Regions from separate parts of the Pan troglodytes genome. Here region 2 is linked to region 1. A link is a contact called in public Hi-C data. All regions are on one chromosome and are shown on one strand. The core of a region is the stretch at or near the end of the contact, and the rest is flanking DNA. Distances in the headings are between cores, read along the strand shown.

The links. Hi-C and Micro-C count contacts between places; a contact is called where the count stands out from the background.
Region 2: a Hi-C map of induced pluripotent stem cells shows a contact between it and region 1, with 2.7 times the contacts expected there. The contact joins two enhancer-like sites. A contact is called at or near these places in 1 of 7 Hi-C or Micro-C datasets (induced pluripotent stem cells), 1 of 1 datasets of contacts at active chromatin or transcription factors (stem cell-derived excitatory neurons) and 1 of 1 other capture datasets (stem cell-derived neural stem cells).

Annotation. Positions count from the first base shown.
Region 1 is chr19:33,447,411-33,454,682 of NHGRI_mPanTro3-v2.0_pri, reverse strand. The region is part of intron 1 of ASIC2 (acid sensing ion channel subunit 2); the gene reads right to left. Among named protein-coding and RNA genes, the nearest start is that of ASIC2, 4.7 kb to the right of the region's middle. Within about 2 kb of position 2,787, at least 1 of the 24 cell types and tissues checked has an H3K27ac peak or open chromatin away from gene starts, as enhancers often do. A contact at or near this core is called in induced pluripotent stem cells, where this site is marked.
Region 2 is chr19:33,672,539-33,679,810 of NHGRI_mPanTro3-v2.0_pri, reverse strand. The region is part of intron 1 of ASIC2 (acid sensing ion channel subunit 2); the gene reads right to left. Among named protein-coding and RNA genes, the nearest start is that of ASIC2, 230 kb to the right of the region's middle. Within about 2 kb of position 3,615, at least 5 of the 24 cell types and tissues checked have an H3K27ac peak or open chromatin away from gene starts, as enhancers often do. A contact at or near this core is called in induced pluripotent stem cells, where this site is marked.

The DNA of each region.
Region 1 (7,272 bases), core at 1,538-4,037:
AGGAATATGAGAAATCATCTATTTTGCATTAGTTACAATTTAGGCCATTTTGACATAGAATCTAGAGACTTTACAGACGGGAGAGTCAGGATCTACATCTGTGTGCTGAGGTGGTCTTGCAAGAAGTGGATGGTTTTGCAAGAAGAACCAGAGTTGACTCAAACTTGGGCCTCATCATGGAGCAGGGTTGGGCCTGTCAGGATGTGTGACTTTGTGTAAAGGAACACATCTCTGGTGCATCTTAGCAGACATTCAAAAAACAGTAGGACCAAGATGGTATCAGATAAACAAGCAGAAATACTATCAATAAATTTCCATCAAAGGAGAGTAACTGGTGCTCAGTTTTGAGCCTAAAAGGAAGGAATCTCCTAATGACCTCAAGACTACCCAGGAGACTCAAGAAGAGAGCAAGCTAACATTGATTGGATGTGTACTGTGGAGCAGACATGACACCAGATGCACAAAAAGTGAGATCCCAGGCCTAGTAATACACACACATGCACACAATACATGGCTGAATGGGAGTACTCCCAAAATGCTAAAATAATATATATAATTATATCTGGGAAGCAATTAATGGCGATTTTTCTTTTCTTTCTTTTTTTCTTTTTCTTTTCTTTTCTTTTTTTTCTTTTCTTTTTTTTTTTGAGACAGTGTCTCGCTCTGTTGCCCAGGCTGGAGTGCAGTGGTGTGATCATGGCTCCCTGCAGCTTCAACCTTCCAGTTTTAAGCTAACCTCCCACCTCAGCCTCCCAAGTAGCTGGGACTACAGGCATGTGCCACCACTCCTGGCTCATTTTTGTATTTTTTGTAGAGACTGGGTTTTACTATATTGCCCAGGTTTCTCCTTTCTTTATTATTTCCCACACTTCCCAAATTTTCTCCAATGAGCATGGATTACTTCTATAATCAGAAAGTGTATTATTAAACAATAACAATAATGGGACAAGTCATCCCAATGCAGGTGGAATCCTGGCTACCCATGATGCAAAAAGAAGCTTGAAAACAACAATTTCACCATATATCAACTAGACTTACTTAACATTAAAAAAGCTTCAAACCCACTTTACCCAAACTCTGAAGAAGCAGTTTGACAGCTATGTGCTAAGCAATTCTAGGTGCCAAGAATACAAGGATGACTGAAGACATCAGGCCTTATGAGGAGGGGAGAAAACAGAAATATGTGATTTGTAAAAAGTTAGCAATGCAATATTACCTCACACTTGTTAGAATAGTTGTTGTCAAAAATACAAAAAATAACAAGCATTGGAAAGGATGTGGAGAAAGGTGAGCCCTTGTACACTGTGGGTGGGAATGGAAATTAGTACAGCCATTATGGAAAACAGTATGGAGGTTCCTCAAAAAATTAAAAATAGAAGTACCATATGATCTAGCAATCCCACTACCGGGTATATATCCAAAGGAAGTGAAATCAGTATGTCAAAGAGATTCTGCCCTCCCATGTTTATTGCAGCACTAGTCACAAAAGCCAAGATATGGAATCAACCTAGTGTCCATCGATAGGTGAATAAATAAAGATTTGTGATATATATACACAATGGAATACTATTCAGCCTTTAAAAAGGAAGAAAATCCTGTCATTTGTGACAACATAGATGAACCTGGAGGACACTATGCAAAGTGAAATAAGTCAGGCACAGAAAGACAAATACTGCATGATCTCACTTCTATGTGGAATCTTAGAAGGTCAAACTCATAGAAACAGAGAGTAGAATGGTGATTACTGGGGACTGGGGAGTGGCAGGGTGGATAGGTGAGATATGGATCAAAGGACATAAAATTTCAGTTCAACAGGAGAGACAAGCCCAGGAAATCTATTGTACATCATAATGCCTAGAGTTAATAACAATATATTGAACAACTGAAAATTGCTAAGGGGGTAAATTTTAAGTGTTCTTACCATCCCCCCAAGAAAATGGTAAGTATATGAGGTAATACATATGTTAAATAGTTTGATTTAGCCACTCCACAATGTATACATACATCAAAGCAGTGTTGTACATCATAAATATATGTACCTTTTACTAATAAACTTTTTAAAATTAAAAATTATCAGTGGCTAAAAAACTAGGGTGTTAAATCATTTCTAAGGTCATTTTTAGCCCAAGCACTTCATGATTCTAATGCAAGAAAAAGAATAATGACTGTTCTAACAGAGGAATAAACCAAAATGCTGTTTAGAAGCAGACGAGAAAGAGAGTAATTTAGATTATGGGAATGGGAAGGGGATGGGCAATGGTTTCCTGGAGAAGGCTACAGTGATGGTAAAGCTGGATTTTGAAGGATGACTAGGATTTAGATAAATAGACATGGAGAAAGAGGTATAAAAAGTAAAGAGGGTGGCGTGGTGGCTCACGCCTGTAATCCTAGCACTTTGGGAGGCCAAGGTGGGCAGATCACAAGGTCAGGAGTACGAGACCGGCCTGGCCAATCTGGTGAAACCCCATCTCTACTAAAAATACCAGGCATGGTGGCAGGCGCCTGTAGTCCCAGCTAATCAGGAAGCTGAGGCAGGAGAATCGCTTGAACCTGAGAGGTGGAGGTTGCAGTGAGCTAAGATCGCACAACTACACTCCAGCCTGGGCAACAGAGTGAGACTCCATCTCAAGAAAAAAAAAAAAAAAAAAAGTAAAGAGGTAGAATAGGAAAGGTCCCTGAGTAAAGGGTTCTGGGTTTATTCCAGGAACAGCAAGTAACTATTCAATTAGCAAACCATGCCTGGGTCATGGTATTTCCTGTGGGCAGCCCCCATATTTAGCATGATGTATGCAGAGTCTGGGTTTAATGAGACTGCATTCTTGCACTCAGCTATCACCTCATCTGGAGGGGGTGGGAAATGGGCTGGGAGTTCTAAAACGGCAAGGCTTTAGGCTATTTTTATCACACTGCACAATAGGTGCTCTATTTGATTGACAAACGAATAACCATGCATGAAGCACTATGACACACTGCTATAAAAGCTGTGCACAGGGTGCATAGGTCACCCATTCCTGGCGTGGGGAGAGGGGCTGGCACAGGACAAGTGAGCTTCCTAGAGTTGAGTTTGGGAGCATGGGATTCAATGTGGAAGCCAAGATGGTGGGTAAGGAGAGGACATTTGAGCAGCAGAATTAATATGAAGAGCACAGAGAAAAGTGAAAGCTTAATATATAATGAGAATTGAGAATACCACCAACACAGCAGTTGCCTGTGCTCCAAAGCTGTTGGTGAAGTTATAGTATGGAATAGTGAGCAAACCACTGGACTGAGAGTCGAGTGAGCTCCTGCGGGACACTAAGCAAAGCAAGAGGCCTACCCTGCTCTAGGCACCTGCCACATAGTAGGCCTTCACATATTTTATGGCACTGAGTCAGCACGATAGCTCTAAGTGATAGGTATTATTGTTCCTAATTTAGAGATGAGACAATCAAGGTTAAGAAACTTGTCCGAAAATATACAGCAAATTGGTGGCAGAGTTGGAATTCCAACTCAGATTTCTCCCTAAAACTCACATTCTTCACCTACATGTTCCTAGTATAATAATAATAATTTTTTTAAAAAAGATAGACTAGATTAGCTATGGACCCATTTGGCCTTGTGCAAGAATTCCAAAGATGTGATCTTCCTAAACCTTCACCTCCACCATCTCTATAATGTTAGGTGATGTCAGTTAACAAGATCTACACAGTGCCTCTAACAAGATCTCATAGTGGAGAGACCTTTCTTTTGTTAAGGAAAGAAAGAAATATATTTCCCAAGAAATCTCAAATTTAAAATACAAACACATACAACTATGAAAGTAGGTTAAGTATGAAACTGAAATGTCATTTGTATTTCTGTACTTGGAGTCAGATGACCCCTAACATGATGAGCAGAGAAAAAACATAAAACAATCATGTCCTGGACACAAGCAGTGGGGCCACCACCTGTCAGCAAGAGTTAACTATCGAATCCAACTGTGACCTCCATTCTAAGAAACCCCATCTCAGTCAGGTTGGATGTAAACCCACTGCTCCAAACAGAGAAAGCAGTAGCCACCTCTCCCTCCCTGGTTTCATCTTTCATAGCTTTACTCATCAGGTCTGACTCCTGCGAATAGCCCAACTACTAATATGGAAACCAACCCCGCCTTCCGTCTTTGTAGCTGGCACAGTGTACACATATATTGCCTCCCAACATCCCTGTGGGTTAGTAAGTCAAATATTACTATCACATGTTAGATGACCAAGTCGAGGCCTAGAGAGGATGCAAGATACAACCAGGGAATAAGAAAGACAATGTTGTAGCTGGGCTTCAAATCTTTGTCTTTCTGCTCTTAATCTTGCACTCACATTATCCAACATCACGGCCACAGACACAATCCCTCCTCCTTCCTTCCACTCTAGGTCAATGAGGCAACCTCCCTAAGTAGACAATCTGGAATCAAAGCTGTCTTCTGCTTTTCCAGGAGGGAAAAAAAGTGTGCTTATCTGAAATCAGATTGTCCTAGTTGAGGGCTAAGAGTGTACTTGCATGAGCATGAAGCACACCTGTTTACATTGTAGTCAGCATCCCACACCTGGCTTCCCTGGGACTTTTACCCTCCGCAGACAGCCTTCTCTCACTCTGCTAGAATCATGGCTCATTCACTAATTAAAGGGTATTACACACTTCATTGCACATCAGCTAAGAACTTGGAATAAGAAAGCTTATGCTAGAGCATTTGCACTGGAGATGCCATTAGATATGCTTCATAGAAAAAGAAATACAGAGAAAAGCCATCCCCTTGTGACATCCCTTCCCCATACTTAACTTCTCTAATAAGTCAGCCACCGCACTTAGAGAAAGAAGTCACCTAGCATGGTACAACCCTAGATAGAGCCTCAAAAATAAGCCAACTGGAGAGGGATGCACAGCAGAGAAAATGAATAAGAGAAGGCGGGTCAAGTGGCTTCTCCAACAACCACCTGTCCAGGCTCTCTGCTCTCTTCTGGTATGGCAGCCCAATAAGAAGGATGCTTATATCCCAGGCCAAAAAAAGACAGAGGGACAAAGGATGAGTTGGGAGGAGTACTCCTCACTACAAAGTCTTGAGCAAACTCAGCATCATGTTCCCTCTAGTAAAGGCTCAGCATTGCTGCCCACTGTGCCCAGCTGGGGCCAGAGACCAGCCTCCCTGCTGGAGCCTCGTTGGGCTGTCCTGGAGTAGATGCTTTTTCTGACACTCCCTGAACAACTTGAACAGCAGCACTGAGGCTCACCCCCTTTTCAATGATGGGGAAGGTCACACATAGAGGGCCAGCCTGAGGAATGGACACTCAAATAGATTACTCTTGAACTTGCTGAGGACAGCAGATAATGACATGCCACTGACAGAGTAGTAAATCTTATCCATAGGCAATTTCACTATTTGGGAAACATTACAAAGAGGTCAAAAGCTCAGGCGAACTTTAAGGCCTGATCTTAAAGACCTCTTGGGACCTCAGCAAGTAAAAAGATGGTCCAAGTATAAAACAATAGCCTGGGGTCAAAAAACATTTACTTCTAAATGGAACTTAGACATGGATTCAGAAGAAGCCACCAGTTGGACATGCAGTCAGAAGGAAGCTAGAGAACTCAACCCAGAGTCTGCTACTTATTACAGTTTCTCTCTGTGTCACCCTCTGTGTCGTCTGTGTGTTCCATGTGTGTTCAGGCAGACAGAGGAACAGCTGAGTGCATTTCCAAGCTGCACGGTGCAGTGGTGAAGCCGAGCGTTGCCAGGCGCTAGAAAGAACAGGGTGGAATATAGTGATGGCTTCAGCCTCCAAGAATAAGGCATTTTCTCTATCTCTCCTCAAGCCACCTAAGACATCATTTGTGCATGACATGTTTTAGGATCCTGTTTGCTGCATTTAGAAGAGCTTCCAATATTACTGGTCCCTTCTCCCAGCTCAGACTGGCTTCCTCTTTAGCATACACTACTGCCGATTTTGCTGTGCTCTTCCTCACAAGGCTTAAAAGGGATAATACAAAACAGCTCCTCCAAGAAACAGAGTTCTAGCACACAGATTGCGAGAGGCAATGCCCCCGGCACTCTGGGCTTTTTCAGAATCGGAGATAGCCAACAGCAATTACAGAGGCTACAGGCAGAGACTGGTTATGGCATTAAAAGAACCTCAGAGCAAGAGGCTGGTGAATCCAAGAGGGGGTAAGGAATGGATGCAGCACAGGAAAGGTAAGCAATGTCTTCATTAGGCAGAGGACCCTAGACAAGTGCTGGTATCACAGGTCAGCCCCTTCCCAACTGCTATACCCGCTATTCCCAACTTGCAATTGCATTTTGGCTCAACGTTCTGAGACTCAAAAGCTCTCAATCCTCCCTAAGGCAGCTATGGGGGAAGCAGCCACACTGGACTTCTGGAGGGTCCCACGGCCCCTGATACCCAGACGTGCCTGGCAGCAAACAGTAGTCAGCAGCGGATGTATGACCTATTATGCCAAGTTATGCCTAGCAGCCCACTAACTGGAGAGAGAACCCTGGCAGCAACAGTGCTCCTCTCGTCCTTTCCTCTCTGCCCCTCCAGTAAGCCCCATCCTGAACGTAAGCCACATCCCCCTCCGCTTTTCCTCTTTACTCAGCTCCACACTCCTCCCCCAGGCTTTCCATTCCCACAGCTGTTCGCCCCCTCCCTGCACCCCTCCTCCTGCATCCACGTCGTTAAGTGATTATACAGAGAGAAAACCGAGCCTTTGAGTTTCAAGCCAAAGCTCCCAGACAAGGCAGCCGGGACTGGTTCACCCTCACAGGCATCTCCCTGACCCTCTTGCACACGTGCCTCCGCCCAGACCCTCCTCTCTGCCCAAGCACTCTGAACATCTCTTGGCTTCAACCTGCCAACAGATCAGATGGAGCCCTGGGGTGCCCGGCCTCTCCTCTCCCCACATGGAGCTTAGAATTCACACAAGGAAAGGAAGCAAGGAGACTTCCACACCTCTGCAGCATCACCTGCTCCAGCAAGCTCCCAAAGCCACCGGAGCCAGCCAGACTGCCTGGGCCCCACACCCCCTTCTCTGACGGCTTTAGCTCCAGCCCAGCCCACAGGATGCAGTGCCTGATGCCACTTCCGAGCAGAGAGAGACACACACGCACACACACACACACAGAATGCCACCTCGTCAATGACAAGCTGTTCCAATCACACAGCTCGGACACCAAGCGGACCGGACAACGGACAGCCCAGGCCTCCTCCCTCTGACTGGGAGGAAGCCAACTCAGCACGTCTGGGGAAGTGATCCCCCACCGCAAGCCCC
Region 2 (7,272 bases), core at 2,366-4,865, 220 kb before region 1:
TCATGGCTGGGGCAGCTCTGCTTCCATGGCCCAGGTTCTTCTAAATCCAATTCTGGGTGTCTACTTTCCAAATCCTCCCAGACTGGGGCTCAGTTTTGACTTGCCCTGGCCATTCTTGTGCCCATGGTATGGAGGCTGCAGTCCATTGACAGCACTGTCACTCCCCTTTTCCACCCTGCTCTACCCAAGACTGCGTGGGTGGCCACTGGATTTCACAATACTTCTTTGGCCAGTGGAAGATCTGAGCTATAGCAATATTTAAAAGATCTTAAGAAGTCACAAAATGTGTATGTGCCCCGCAACGACAAGACTTTTTTTAGATGCAGAAGGCTCTAACTCTAATAAATTATTATCCAAATACAGGAAATAATCATTGTTAACATTAGTAGATCTCTTGCAGTGATGTTTTGGGAGCCCCATAGACTATCATCGAAGTCAGGGGGTTCTTGAACTCGGTTAGGTGGTTGAGTGCCTGAAAGTTTGTGTCCTCTTTACAGAAGCAAAAATACTGTTATTTAATTCAATTGAGAGGTCTAAAAATACAAATGTAGGTCACCCTATTTTTATGTTTTGAGCACTTATGTATTAAGTGCTTTATATGGAGTAGTTCACTTAATCCTCACAAAAACCTTGCGGAAGTATTACAGGTTAAGTCTCCCTTATCCAAAATGCTTGGGACCAGACGTATTTTGAATTTTGAACTTTTTTTTGGGATTTTTGAATACATATTTGCATATAGATAATGAGATATCTCGGGGATAAGCCACACGTCTAAGCACAAAATTTATTTGTGTTTTAATATACCTTATACACATAGCCTGAAGATAATTTTATACAGTATTTTTAATAGTTTTGTGCATAAAACAAAGTTTGTGTACACTGAGCCATCAGAAAGCAAGGGTGTCACCATCTCAGCCACCCATGTGGACAACCTGTGGTTGCTTTGTGTCACCATTATTCCTGACTCTGAATTTTGATGCTACCTAAAGCAACCATTTTCTTATACTGATTCATGCATAAGTACTTAAGAGTAAAAAAATAGGACAGACCATTAATACGGTGGGAAAAATCATGTATTCGGGGTAACCAAGCAGCACAGTAGCATCACCAGAATACCTGTATCTGCTATTAAGCAAGAGCAATAGCAAACAATGGCAGGCTGATTAAACCGTGTGTTGTGTGCCTGCATGTTGACTGTGACTCGTCACATGAGGTCAGGCACAGAATTTTCCACTTGCACTGTCATCTTGGTGCTCAAAAAGTTTTGGATTTTTTTTTTTTTTTGAGACAGAGTCTCGCTCTGTTGCCCAGACTGGAGTGCAGTGGCACAATCTCTCTGCTCACTGCAAACTCAGTCTCCTGGGTTCAAGAGATTCTCATGCCTCAGCCTCCTGAGTAGCTGGGATTACAGTCATGTGCCAACATGCCTGGCTAATTTTTGTATTTTTAGTAGAGACAGGGTTTCACCATGTTGGCCAGGCTGGTCTCAAACTCCTGGCTTCAAGCGATCCTCCCACCTTGGCCTCCCAAACTGCTGTGATTACAGGCATGAGCCACTGTGCCTAGCCTCAGTTTTGGAACATTTTGAATACTGGATTTTCAGATTAGGGATGCTCAACCTGTATGATCACTCACTAAGGTCTGAATGCTGGTGTCCTCCCCAAATTCTTATGTTGGAAGAATTGACTCTCCAATGTGAGAGTAGTAAGAGGTGGGTGGGAGATTTGGGAAAGTGAATAAGCCATGAGGGTTACATTCTCATGAAGAGAAATAGTGCTCTTATAAAAGAAGTTGAAGGGAACTGCTTCACCCTTTCTGCCATGTGAAGACACAGCAATAGGCACTATCAATGCAGCACAGAGGGAGCCTTTCCAGACACCTGATCTGCTGCTGCCTTGATCCTGGGCTTCCCAGCCTTCGGGACTGTGAGCAATACATTTCTACTGTTTATAAATTACCCAATCTATGGTATTTGTTAGAGCAGCCCAAAAGAATTAAGACACTATTATTTGTTGTCATTTCATAAATGAGCAAATTGAGGCTCAGGGAGGTTAGTTCACTTGCCCAGTGTCATTCAGCAAGTTGGGAAGCAGTGAATCAAACCCAGAAAGTCAAATCAGTTTCGCTGCTTTTATTCCACAGTTCCTGCCCTCCCCTGCCTACCCCTGAGAATCAGAAGCAATGTCATCAGTTAGATATGACTATGTTATGCATAAGCCATATCAAATTACAGCCGTTAACACATGGGTTGACTCACACACAAACAACATCTCAAATCTAGGCAAGAGGTATCAGCTGTTTGATAATATTTGTCCGCTAATTTTGCTAATTGTGTGCTCATTTGTCATCCTCTAGTGAGTGACAGCAGGCAAACAGTAGGAGGCACCAAAGGTTTAAGAAAAACATATGGGAGAAAAGCTTAACTGGGAGGCTTTTCTGTCTTAGCTTTTTCGTTTTTTTCCCCCTGCCAACTGGAAAAAAACCACAATTATTGCATTTCTGAGACAGAACTACCTGCTCTGGTTCATGGAAACCCATGTTATTTCAGAGATGCCACCCTGCTGCCCATTGGCGATCTTTCAAAGGTGCTCTCCTGGTGTTCTAACTCAATGTGCTGGACAGTTGTGCCTCTTCCCACCAGCACAGTGTCCTGGTACGGCAGGGACTCTGCAGCGTGGGGGGCAGGGGCACTTCAGGGGTGGGTGGTAAAAGCTGACCAGAACTGTGCAGCTCTGTTGTGGTTCCCACCCTTTGTGGAGAATCACTGCTCTAAGGTGACCCATGCCTCCTCCCATATCCTCTACACCTATGCTCTTTATGATATGACCCACTCTTTGGTTGGACTAGGGTCAACAGCTGGCCCAAGTGCAGCCAAACCATAGACTGGACAGGAAGCAAGGGCTCTGAGCTTCACCTCAAAAGATGAACTGTGCCTGTCAGACCCCTCTCTTGGAAATGTAGTGTCAGGGCTCCGGAGGGGTGGAGCTTCTGCACTTCAGGGGTACATGGGGGTGAGCTGGGCAATGGCCACAATGGACCAGAGTTCTCGGGGTGCAGGAGCCATGTGTGAGTCCAGGGAGTCAGCGGGTGCCAGCAGGAAAATGGAGCAGATCCACAGATGGAGGAGGGGATGTCAGGGGAGAGATGAGACTCTGAGGGACCAACCAGGCAAAATAGAAGTTTGCAGCAAGTAATAGTAGTAGAAGCCTGAAAGTCTGTTAGGTAACCGAGGCTGCAAACATCAGCCTTTCCTGCTCCTGGCCCGTTTCTGGGAGGTCTGCATGTAGGGAGGCGCTCGTTCTTGGATTCTCATGACATTTTCCTTCTTCTTTCTTGGCATCTTTATCATGACCCACCCACTCTCATGCTTTTACTCAAACCAGATAGCACTGCCTTAACGAGGGTGCACAAGAACGCTATTTGAGTTGCTGGGGCCTAAACTGCCTCAGTAAGTGAATCTCTGCCTCCCCTCAGACCCCCCATTGGATGGTCAGAATCTGCAGGAGACTGGCTCAGCTCACCATTCCACTGTTTTGTTCCCTCATTAGCTCTGTTCCCCGGTTAGCTCGCCAGCCCCTTTGCCTTGCCCCGCCCTCCCAGCCACTGCCCCCGACCGAGCTGTTTACATGGCTTTCTACATTTGGTTAGTGCTCACTCCCAAGTTCCCAACCTCCTACTTGACTGTGTCTCCCACTGTGATCCTTTCCTTAGCTCCTGCGGAGCCTGGGCTCATTTACATTTCACTCACCAACCTCATTTAGGTAATTTTCTACAGTTAATTCAACGTTCACCAAGTAGCCCTGGATTGCATTTGCATTCATCACCTTCTGGGGCTCGGAAGCATTTCAGAGTATAGAGGCTTCCCTGCTGAGATCCCCACTTACGCAAATGCAACAACAAATCTCGTGGGCTCTGAGCAGAAGATCCCGCTGCAGGGTCAGCCCAGTATTCTCTTCTGACAGCAGCCTCAGGAGGACAGGAAGTGCCCTTTGTCCTGCCAGTCTTGTCCAAGGAGGAGGTGCCCTGACCCTGGCCTTCCTGTCTCCTATTAATTCATTGTGAATCCATCTCTAGGTTTACTGCCTGCCGTGCAAAGCATTTCCTTCACCTTAGCCAAAATAGCCTAAGCTTCAGGGGGTGCCATCTAGTGCCTGTATTATTACAAAGCTTGGGAAGTAGAAAATATACGATAAAAGGCTTCACAATATCAGAATTGAAAAGGTGTGGTTGCTTGTGAACACAGTCACAGAGAATCCTTGGCTCATAACAAGCTACTTCTTGGTCTCCACTTTGCTAACTGGTGGTGGGCGTCATGGCTATAAGACTCTCAAACCAGCACAGCAGGCCTCACTGTCGATGGGTGCTGTACAGGACCAACTTTTTGCTTTAGTCTTCTACAATTGTTCAGGTTAGTAAAAGAAAACTTGTGATAATAGAAGTTTGCAGCAAGTAATAGTAATAGAAGTCTGAAAGTCTGTTAGGTAACCGAGGCTGCAAACATCAGTAATCTGTCTTTATCCGCAAAGCAGGGAAAACTGGATTCTATCACTTATGGGTTTCCCCTGCCTTTGTTGTATTTCAGGAATTACTGGAAAGAAATTGTCTGACCTGGCTCCTTTTGTGTTTCATTTGGGCCTCAAAGGCCGTATATATGTAAGAAGAATGTCACTGCCTATGTCAAGCTTTCTGGACAGAATTCTAGAAATTCACCTGTAGCTTGTTCTTATTCCATATTGTGCCACCCTTTCACAACCCTGGTTCAGTTTGTTTTAAGATTTTCTATCCAGGATCTCAGTGGCTGAGATGTTAGTCCCCATCGTGCTTCAGGTAGTAGAATAAGGGCTGGAGACCAGAGCCTGGGCCCACCATCCCACCATCGCTGTCTGTGAATATGCCTCATGCTGTGAGCAACACAATAAAGTTTGCTTCAAACAAAAGTATCATTTCCCTGTAGGAAGCCAGGTAAAAGTGCTGAGAAGTACCACTATAACAGTTCCTTCTCTCTCTACCCTGAGGGATGAAGCTCCTGCACTGCAGGGGTGTGTCGAGGTGAGCTTGGCAGTGGCCCCAGTGGGCCAGAGTTCTGGGGGTACAGGAGCCATGTGTGAGTCCAGGGAGTCAGCTGGTGCCAGCAGGAAAATGGAGCAGACCCACAGGTGGTGGAGGGGATGCCAGGGGAGAGCCGGGGCCCAGATTTTACAACTCCCTTGTTTCTTTGGCTGCCTAGTGCAGATTTATTTATTTATTTATTTGTTTGTTTGTTTGTTTGTTTATTTTAGACGGAGTCTCTCTCTGCTGCCCAGGCTGGAGTGCAGTGGCACGATCTCGGCTCACTGCAAGCTCCGCCTCCCAGGTTCATGCCATTCTCCTGCCTCAGCCTCTCTAGCAGCTGGGACTGATGCAGTTTTACTTTGCATCTCTTCCTATGTAGCAGGATGAGCCGCAGAAAAGAACCCCTCAGAAACCGAGTTGTGGAAGGAAAGGGCTTTATTCAGCTGAGAGCATCGGCGGACTCACGTCTCCAAAAACCGAGCTCCCCGAGTGAGCAATTCCTGTCCCTTTTAAGGGCTTACAACTCTAAGGGGGTCCGTGTGAGAGGGTCGTGATCGATTGAGCAACCAGGGGGTACGTGACAGGGGGCTGCATGCACCGGTAATCAGAACAGAGCAGAACAGGCCAGGGATTTTCACGATGCTTTTCCATACAATGTCTGGAATCTATAGATAACACAAGCAGTTAAGTCAGGGGTTGATTTTTAACTACCAGGCCTGGAATGCAGCGCCGGGCTGTCTGACTACTGATTTCACTTCTGTCTTTTCTTTAACTCCTACTTTTTCTTTGAGGCAGAAATTGGTCATAAGACAATATGAGGGGTGGTCTCCTCCCTTACCTCTAGCTTGATACAAAGGAGGGCTGGTATCCCTGCTTTAGCAAAGCACAGCGCTTCTCCACCCCTTAAGCTCTCCCAGGCAGCTGACAGCAGCTTATCAAGCCCTTGTTCTGTGTGTTGTCAACTGGGAGTGTTCTCAGGTTCCTCTAAGCCACCAGCTAGCCTGAAGGTGCAGTCTGGGAAAAGGACTGCTTTGCTGAATCCCTCTTTATGAGCTAGAAGGGCCTTCTGAACATGGGCCAGGCTCCATCAGTTTCAGAGCAGGAGGTGGTGGAGCGGATCTACTCAAAACTGCATGGGGAAGGAGCGCTGTTCGGCCGTTCTCAACATTTCCTTTAAGAAAGTAATGTTGGCGCTGATTCCAGTAGACCTTTAAAAAGGCTCTTTATTCAAGTCTTAGAACCGATTAGATGAGAGCCATGCTGGGTCTGTCGGGCTCAATTTATATCCTCTCTACTTCTGGGCTCAATTTATATCCTCTCTGCTTCCCAAGAGGGAGCTGAGCCAGGCAGGTAGGTTCCCCAGAATAGGCAGGGTCAATTCCAACGCCACCTTCCCAGGGTGATCTGGAATGGGCTCTTTCTCCCTCTCTCTCCCTTCACCAGGTGCTCCTGCAGAGGAACCTGGTGTCTTCCCCACCCCAGGCTGCAGGAGCTCTCTGTTCAATGCAGTATCCACTGGCCACATGTGGCTTTGAACTCCTGAAACATGGCTGGTCTAAACTGAGATATGCTATAAGTGTACAGTACCATCAGATTTTGAAGACAGTGTGGCAAAAGGTAAAATATGTCATGAATATTGTTTATATTGATTGCATGTGGAAATGATAATACTTTGGATATATGAGGCTAAATAAAATATAGTATAAAAGCCAGGCATGGTGGCTCATGCCTGTAATCCCAGCACTTGGGGAGGCTGAGGCTGGCGGGTCACTTGAGGTCACCTGAAGTTGGGAGTTCGAGACCACCCTGACCAACATGGAGAAACCCTGTCTGTGCTAAAAATACAAAATTAGCCGAGCATGGTGGCACATGCCTGTAATCTCACCTATTTGGGAAGCTGAGGCAGGAGAATTGCTTGAACCCAGGAGGCGGAGGTTGCAGTGAGCCAAGATCATGCCATTGCACTCCAGCCTGGGCAACAAAAGCGAAACTCTGTCTCAAAAAAAAAAAAAAAATATATATATATATTATGATAAATTAATTTCCCCTGTTTTATTTTTAAAATATGGTCACTGCAAACTTTAAAAGTGCCTTTGTGGCTTGCATTAAATTTCTATTGGGCAATGCTGTCCTAGAAGCATTTTAGACTGCAGAGGTTTAGAGATTTACAGCTGAGACTCTGGGTGAAGAGCAGGAATGAGAAAGATCAAGAAGGCAAAG